Linked DNA regions of Mus musculus: region 2 is linked to region 1. Evidence: chromatin contacts called from public Hi-C data. All regions are on one chromosome and are shown on one strand. Each heading gives the region's core, a stretch centred on a gene start, on an enhancer-like site or on the middle of the called end of the contact. The rest is flanking DNA. Distances are from core to core; before and after follow the strand shown. Region 1 holds the start of Dctn5 (dynactin 5). Region 2 holds the start of Mcmbp (minichromosome maintenance complex binding protein).

What was found. Hi-C and Micro-C count contacts between places; a contact is called where the count stands out from the background.
Region 2: a Hi-C map of B cells shows a contact between it and region 1, with 6 read pairs. The contact joins the promoter of Mcmbp here to the promoter of Dctn5 in region 1. A contact is called at or near these places in 1 of 39 promoter capture datasets (pre-B cells) and 2 of 484 Hi-C or Micro-C datasets (B cells and CD8 T cells).

What each region holds. Positions count from the first base shown.
Region 1 is chr7:122,131,073-122,135,177 of GRCm38.p6, reverse strand. Dctn5 (dynactin 5) reads right to left here and starts at 2,137. Exons shown (of 6, transcript NM_021608.3): 1 at 1,997-2,137; 2 at 941-1,009; 3 at 8-126. The coding sequence starts at 2,044. Palb2 (partner and localizer of BRCA2) reads left to right here and starts at 2,232. Exons shown (of 13, transcript NM_001081238.2): 1 at 2,232-2,458. The coding sequence starts at 2,411.
Region 2 is chr7:128,738,480-128,742,584 of GRCm38.p6, reverse strand. It overlaps Mcmbp (minichromosome maintenance complex binding protein), which reads left to right and starts at 2,156. Exons shown (of 16, transcript NM_145955.3): 1 at 2,156-2,452. The coding sequence starts at 2,395.

The DNA.
Region 1 (4,105 bases), core at 888-3,387:
CACATACCCTTTGCTGAATTTTTTGAACGGTGGCCTTATGACACTACGGCTTTTCACGACACAGTGACGTCCAACTCTTACATTTGCCAGGTCTCCTCGGATGATACAGTCATTCATTATAATGGTCTATAAAGCAAAACACGTGTAAAAAATACCAGTTAAGTCCATGTCCCTGAATTCTGTTTTAAAGTACTTAAGATACTGCCTCTTCATGAGTTTTGTGTCTAGTAGTCCTAGGCACAATACAGCACAGAGAACAATCTGCCACTGCATTCTGTTCAGACATAAAAGATTTCTGGCCCTTCCCTCCACCACCACCATGTTCTTACTCATAATATTTAATGCAATGTAAATCCTATTTAAATAAAATACTGAAGAAAATGACAGAAGTGTTCACGTTCTGTTTAGAAGAAATTCCTCCCCTCTCTTCTCCCTCTGTCTAGCTGCCCTGTGTCTCCTGTGCTCTCTCCTGTTATATTTCACGTGTTACTGCCCTCCCCACCCTCTTCCTTAAAGCTTCTTTATTCCCCATCTAATGGGCCGCTCTCTAATTTTTTTGGCTTCTCCTCCCTGATCGTCTTTGTGCATTCAATAAATCTAATTTGGAGAAAAAAATGAAAACAAAGAAAGAGGGGTTAGAGAGATGGCTCAGCGGTTAAGAGCACTGGCTGCTCTTTCAGAGGTCTGAGTTCAATTCCCAGCAACCACATGGTGGCTCAAAACCATCTGTAATGGGATCTAATGCCCTCTTCTGGTGTGTCTGAAGACAGTGACAATGTGTTCATATATACATAAAATAAATAAATGTTTAAAAAAACAAAAACAAAGAGAGAGAACTGGAAATGACAAATTGGAGACAGCACTATCCCATATACCCTGCTGATACAGTGACTAGCTGAAGGCATAAGGGTAACCTCCTGAAGCTGCCTGTGCCCTTTACCTTGCCATTGAGGACGATGTTCTGGCTTCCACACAAAACAGACTGGCGACTAACTTTGTTCCCAGATGCCTAAAAGCAAACAGAAATCTGGAGTGAAAAAACAGAGGATTTCTGGACTACAGTTTCCATCATGAAAGCTCACATTGAGGAGAAAATTACTTCAAATGAAGGGCAGTCTAAAAATGAATGAGGCCTGAATGTATACTGCACCCCTACTGTCCCAGCTCTGGGTGGGGTGACTGTGAATTTGGGGTTAGACTAAACTATGAAGTGAGACTCCATCACCAAACAAACAAACAAAAACAAACTGGAGAAGGAATGCACTGGGGGGGGGGGGGGAAGGCTGTGGGCACGGCTCCGTGATAAGAGCACTCAGGAACTGAATCCAATCTATCAAAAGAGCAAGGGTAGATCAGGAACTGAGAGCTCAAGAAATGAATTCAGGATCGGTATCTAATGAGCGGTCTAATGACTGATGTGCATTCAGACCCCACTTCCATATTACGGTTTCATAGCCTTCAGTGAGGAAAATTACTTTTCCATGATCACAGACACACAGAAAAAATAATGATAGTAACCCTAACGGGGGCAGTTTACATATGTTGTATTATGAGTTGACGAATAGAAACAATAACGTCTTAGCACGTAAGCAGACTGTGAAATATTATTTTTAAAAAGGGCCCGGAGTCTGAAAATGTAATTTATATACAGAATGAATAGGCTGTACTGTGTATTCCTCTGGAAGACATTATTTAACAGGAAACTCAGGCGTGTGTATATGCACACACATAGATATATATGCATAGAAACTCTCCCACATCCACACTTTCCTCCCCCGCTACACAGCACACCCACACACACGAGATGAAGGAGAAGAGAGCCTAATGCATGCATGCACCGACTAAATAACAATCAGATGAAACACGAAGCATCTCTAAGTCATCCAAGGAAGGGACTGAGGGAACGGGAACCAGTGCAGCCGGGACGGGAGGGGCGACCGTCCAGTCCTCGAGGGTCCCGTGACTGCCAGCGGCGGCAGGGTCGCCACACGCGCACCGTCTCGATGTACTCCGACTTGTTGTACAGCAGTTCGCCCAACTCCATGGCTTCCCCCTCTCTGAACCTCAGGATCCTGTCAGTAGCTCAGGCAGACGGTGATTCCAGCTACTTCCGGTTGATCGGCCACTTCCGCTATCCCCGCCCTGGACTCTCATTCGACTCTCCTCTAGTCAAGCCTGCTCGATCGCTCGGCAGTCTCCAGCTGCGCGTGCGCAGAGCGAACAGAGGTTTTAATTGGCCAGAGCGGCTAGCGCGCGGAACCTGTGTGGCTCGGCAGGAACATAGTGGGGGTGAACTAGGTCCCCGTTCTTCCCAGGGGTTCCTCTTGGCCCTAGGAAGCCCTGGCTGGGTCCCCGTGACCACAGGCCCGAGGCTGGAGACGGCTGCTCCTTGCGTTCGGCTTCCAACCCGATGGAAGAGCTTTCCGGGAAGCCCCTCAGCTATGCGGAGAAGGAAAAGGTGCCCGGGTTGCGGGAAGGGTGACCCAGGGCTTTAGGCTGGGTTTTCAAACCTAGTTCCTGTATCCGAGGCAGTGTCCTCCTACCTACAGCCTCCACGAGAAGTCACTGAGACGAGCGCGCTGCTCGGGTGGCGAAGCTTAAAATGCAGACGAGCCAAACCCATCTTCTAGTGGCACTGCATAAATATTAGGTGTAAAACTACATATAGGTAAACCTAGAGGCCCTCTTCTCTCCCACTCCACTCCGGCCCCGTCACATAAATCTTTCACGTCACGTCAACAGCCTTATATATATACATTTTCGTGTTTGTCTGTTAGGGCTTGACCTCCAAAATAGGTTTACATTGGAGAAGGGGATGGTTATAACGTGTACTCTGGTTGGTTCTGCAGCTGGTGTTCTCCATGTTTAAGACCCACGTTGGAACAAGATGAGGGGAAGAAAATAATATAAATATTACATATAATGAACAGGTGTTGTGTGTGTGCATACAAATTTAGTGTAGTAGTTAGAAGGAGCTCTCATTTCTTTCAGGCTCAGAATATTATTCTCCTGCAAGACTTAAATATTACTTCCATGTTCTTGTGCTTTCTGTGCAAAATTAGAATTCACATTAATTTGTCTTCCTATCCTGTCTTACCTTCTAAGGGTGGTAAAGATCATTTACAAATAAACAAGATAACTCCTACTTACTGATAAGATTGAGGACAAGATAACAGGTTAAGATCAGAATTACTCATGTTGTGGTGGCCCATGACCATAATTTGGTTGCTACTTAATAACTGCAGTTTGCTGCTATTATGAATCAAAATATATATGATATGAAACCTCTGTGTGTGTGGGGGGGGTGTTAAATGGAGCAGTTATAAATGGCAGCATCCTGGAGGAACTGCTTATTCTCTGTTCAGTTTGCATATCTCAAAGGAGGATGATTATATAATAGAATCTATTTGTTAGGGTTATTGTGAGTGCTAATTGAGTCATTGGACATTAAAGTCACAAAATTCCCTAGGACTAACTGAAGCACATTATGAAAGTATCTGCCATTTTTATTATTATGTGTCTGAGAATGGATGGGGACTAAAGTGACTTTAGCACAGAAGTGCTGGAGTCCCACAAAAGTGCTGGGGAATGAGGTGGGGAAAGTGCTTAAGAAAAGTTTAAGTTGTTAGTAACTTTTTTTCTTAATTTTTAATGACCAAAACAAAAACATACCTAAAAGTGAAGCCTCTGGAAAACCCACTTGCACTTCCCTGTCTTGTATCACTCCTCACACTTGACATTGGCTTCCTGCCTGGCCTTGTGTTTCAAAGCTGGGTCTCTGAATGCATCCTTGTTGACAACAGTTTTGCCCAAGGGGATATCCAGACTCCCTTGTGGGCATGAGGTGGTTATAGTTATAAACTTTCACAGAGGACTTTATCTTGGATTGCTTGGCAATTTTCTTCTAGCCTGTGGCAGCTGTCTCTTTTGGGGGATAGCAGTCAATTCTAGCCACTAGGGCATGGCTGTAAGGGCGGTCTGAGGTGCCATCATCAATCAGTGTTCTTCATGATACGGTTTTGCATCCAGAGTATTGTCCAGCTAGGACTAGCACCACTTTCCTGGGTTTCATGAACTTGCCCATTTCAACAGCAGTCAGCCTGCA
Region 2 (4,105 bases), core at 907-3,406, 6.6 Mb before region 1:
CACACTGAGTGGCGGGAGGTTTCTGAAGCTAAGTCTGCCTCCATGGCACATCTCCTCCAACAGGACCACACCTTCTAATCCCTCCTGAACAGTTCTACCAACTGGGGATCAAGTATTCAAACCTTTGAGCCTATGAGGGCCATTCTCATTCAGACAACTACAGTGTCTTAGCCACGTTAGTTTTCTCAACTCACAAAAGTCAGACACAAAGTCATATTGAAATGCCAAGTCCTAGTTCCCTCTTTCATCCCGAGTCACTCCAAATCATGCCACTTTGGCATAAAGATTATCTTGAACTGAAAGCAACTGAGCAGAACCATGTATAAGAAAACCGCTTGCCCTCCCATTGTCTGTACAAAGGCAGGAGGGTTTCAAGGCATCCTCCCACCCCTTTCTACCAGAAAACACAGAAGCTAGTTACCTGGAAGAGCTTTCGATCCTTTTGTTTGGTGGTTGGTTGGTTTGTTTTTTTGTTTTTGTTTTTGTTGTTGTTGTTTGTTTGTTTGTTTGTTTGTTTTTGAGACAGGGTTTCTCTGTGTATCCCTGGCTGTCCTGGAACTCACTCTGTAGACCAGGCTGGCCTCGAACTCAGAAATCTGCCTACCTCTGCCTCCCAAGTGCTGGAATTAAAGTTGTGTGCCACCACCGCCTGGCTGAGCTTTCGATCCTTATCAACCCAGAAGCAGAAAGATCTTATATACTGTGTCTACCATGAATCTCTCCTATTTTGACTTCCTGCAGCTTGTTGCCTTTGGGAACTAAGAACTACTTTCTTCTGTCATTTCTCTACAAAGTTATTGTTCTTTGTGGGTGATCACAAACTTAATTTTTCTTTCAAGACAGGGTTTCTTGAAAACCTGTGTATCCCTGGCTGTCCTAGAACACGCTGTGTAGACCAGACTGGCATCAAACTCAGAGATCTTCCTGCTTCTGCCTCCTGAGTGATAGGATTAAAGGCATGGGCCACCACTGTGGAGCTCTTAATTTTTATCTATTTGTTTTTGAGACGGGGTCATATATAGGTAGCTCAGGCTGGCCTCAAATTCAGTGTGTAGCCAAGGCTGGCTATGAACTCCTGACCTTCCTTGACTATATCCCAAGTGCTATGATTTAAGGATACGTTCCCTCCAGGGGACCAACAAAGGCAGAAGGGCAGGTTTGGTTCCCTTTTCCTTCTGAACTACAGAGGTTTCTGGGTTTGGTCATAGCTGTCTCTGTTCATCTGTCGCCATCTCTCTCTGTTTGATCCCTTGCTAGGGCTTGCATGACAGGCAAGTGTTCTGCCACCAAGAAGTTCTTATTCTTCAGCTATATACTTTCTAGATTACATTCAGATCACCACTACCTTTTTACAGCCGAGTAGGTATAGATGATGAAATCAGGGTTTTCTGAGGTATATCCCATTTCTAGGGAAAATGTCTTCTCTATGAAAACTTGACAGTTCCTAAATTCTCTAGGCCCTTCAGGGTCTGCCCTGTAAGAGTGTTCTGATCTGTATGCTGTATAGGAATCTTGTCATAGCTCCCTAGTTGCCAGGTTGGAAGCAGAGATCATTTGGGTGTTTTGAGGTTAGAAGCTAAAGGCTGGGCTAGGAGAGAGTTCTGAGCACTTGCCAGTTCCTTGGCCATATTGAGATGCCCACAAAGGCTACACAACCTCCTTGATTAAATCGTTCAGGAAGAACTCACTGAGCTGGGGGCAAATCTTATACAGGACTTTGGGCAGGGCACCTTAGAAGAGTTCTACCACCAGAAACAAGAGGCACAAGGGGATCAGATGATCAGACACCAAATAGAATTTCAACCTTTAATTTTGCTTAGAGATGACTCTTGAAGTTGGCAGAACGTGCGTCTTTTTGGTCCAGGTGCAAGGACTCAAACTTTGAGCCAATGAAGCACCCTGATGGAGTTTGCCACCAGGCGCGCACACAGGGACCACTATACCAAGCACAGACGCGCTCCTCTGCCCATCTCCAAGATGGCGGCCCCGGGATTGCCCGACCTGTCTCCGTCTCCAAAATGGCCGTCCGCCCCGCCCACTCCCTCCCCTCCGGGAGTGCGCAGCACGCTCCCGCCGCCCCTCCTCCTCGAGCTCCACCCAGGTCGCTGGCAGCGCGGTCGGTGGCCGCGATTTCCCGCCATTGTGAGAAGTGGAGGCTAGGACGGTCTCCCCCCCACCCCTCCGGCCGCTGGCCAGCAGCTCCGAGGCGCTCGTGCCCGTCACCGCAGCCACCTCTCCTTGAGACGCGCGGAGGCCCGTGGCTCGCGACGCCCCCGCGCGTGGGAGGGCGCGGACGAGGAGCGGCCGAGCCCCCGAGAAGCCGGGCTCCGAGCGCGCTCGGCCCGCAGAGGAGCGCCCGCCGCACGGGCCGCGCTGGCCCCGGCCCTCAGCGCCATGCCCTGTGGAGAAGATTGGCTGAGCCACCCGCTCGGGATCGTGCAAGGCTTCTTCGGTGAGTGGCGCGTGGCGAGCAGGGCCGGGAGGGGAGCGGAGTTTGCGGGACCAGGCCCGCCGCGCGGCCGCACTCCGGACGACGGGCCGGGGGAATCACTGCCGAGGGCTCGCGTGGCCCCGGGCCTGGAAGCCGAGCAGAAGCAGCCGTCTCCGGCCGCCGGCGCTGGCGCCGCCGCCGCCTCCCGTCACCTGCCCGCTGCCCGGCCGCGGCTCGCTGGCGGCGGGGCCGCGGCTCCGAGCGCTAGCTGTGATTGACGGCCTGGCTCCGGGCCGGTGGCCTACGTAGCCCGGGTGCTGCAGACACGGAGAGGTCCCCTTGCCCACGGAGGGCCCTTAGAGCGGCCGCGGAGAGAAGCCACTGCCTGTGGGAGCCTGCGGGATATTTCAAAACTTCCGGGGTGTGTAAGGGAGTGCTCGAGCCTTCGCTCAGAAGTTCTCTCTGTTTCCCTTGACATCCGGGAGAATGCTTCTTCTTTTTTTTTTTTTTTTTTTTTTAAATTATTCTTCCTGCCCTGTTGACATTAGAACCCGTCTGCTCTGTTACCTGTTCCCGTACCAGGGCTAGCTAGAAATACTCAACTACTTAGATGAGTTGCCACAGAACGGGAGCCGAGAGTGCTGTAGGCAAGCTGAGTAAATTCTAGGTGTAATTGTCATCGTTGCTTTTTTTGGTTAACCAGACCTCCGATTCCCACGCGCATCCCAGATTTCGGTGCGTTTAATGACTGGCCTGTGCCACCGGTCTCCGTGGAATGTGTTTTCTGTAGTAACGCTCCCACCGGATCGGATTCATTTTACCTAGAATTCTAACTAATCAGGTAGTTTCCCAGGGTGAAACTAAAGCCGGCAGATAGAAGGGCTGGGTAGACATGACGATTATATAGCCAGTGAACACACAGTGTCTTCAACAGGGGCAGGGGTGTGCAAGCCCGCGAAAGAGTAAACCACGGGCTTGGGGTATTATAGCTCAGTAGTAGAATGTGTGCCTGGCCTGATGAATGGTCTGAGTACAGTGCAGGTGGAAAGAGGCAGATTCAAACCTAGCCATCTAGGGTGGTTATCAAAGGGTGTGTGTAAGCTGCTACCTGTGATTCTGTCATTTGGAAGGCAGAGCCCTTCGCTAAGTGCTAGTAATTGAAGTTCAAAATATTGGACCCAACAACTGGCATGTCGAGACTAACAATGATTCCCAAATGTCAAGCCAGGGTTCAGTTCTGTACTGGGTGAAAGTGCAAATGTGTAGATAAATTTTTAGGGGAAAAAAAATCTCTCCGTAGTTAAAGGTTTGGGACTTAAAGGGTTAAGTTCCAATGACCGATACCAGAATTCCTTACCCTTTAGTTTGAGGCAGGTCCCTAGCCCTAGCTGGCTGGCTTGGCGCTCATGGAAATCCTCCTGCCTCATCCTTTGGAGTGTTGCGTGTGCCACCTTACCCAGCCAGAATCTCCATTTATGAGAAATATCCCACTACCACGGTCCTGCTGTAGGGAGTTCGGGGAAAATTGCATTTGATTATCAATATTTTATAAATATTTTGGAATGTTTTGGAAAGGTCACTGCTGCCCTCTGAATGACTCTTTGGGAGAGAAGTGTATAACCTGCTCTGCTGTATTTCTGCTGTGTTTTCCTGTCGCAGTGATTACATTGGGTA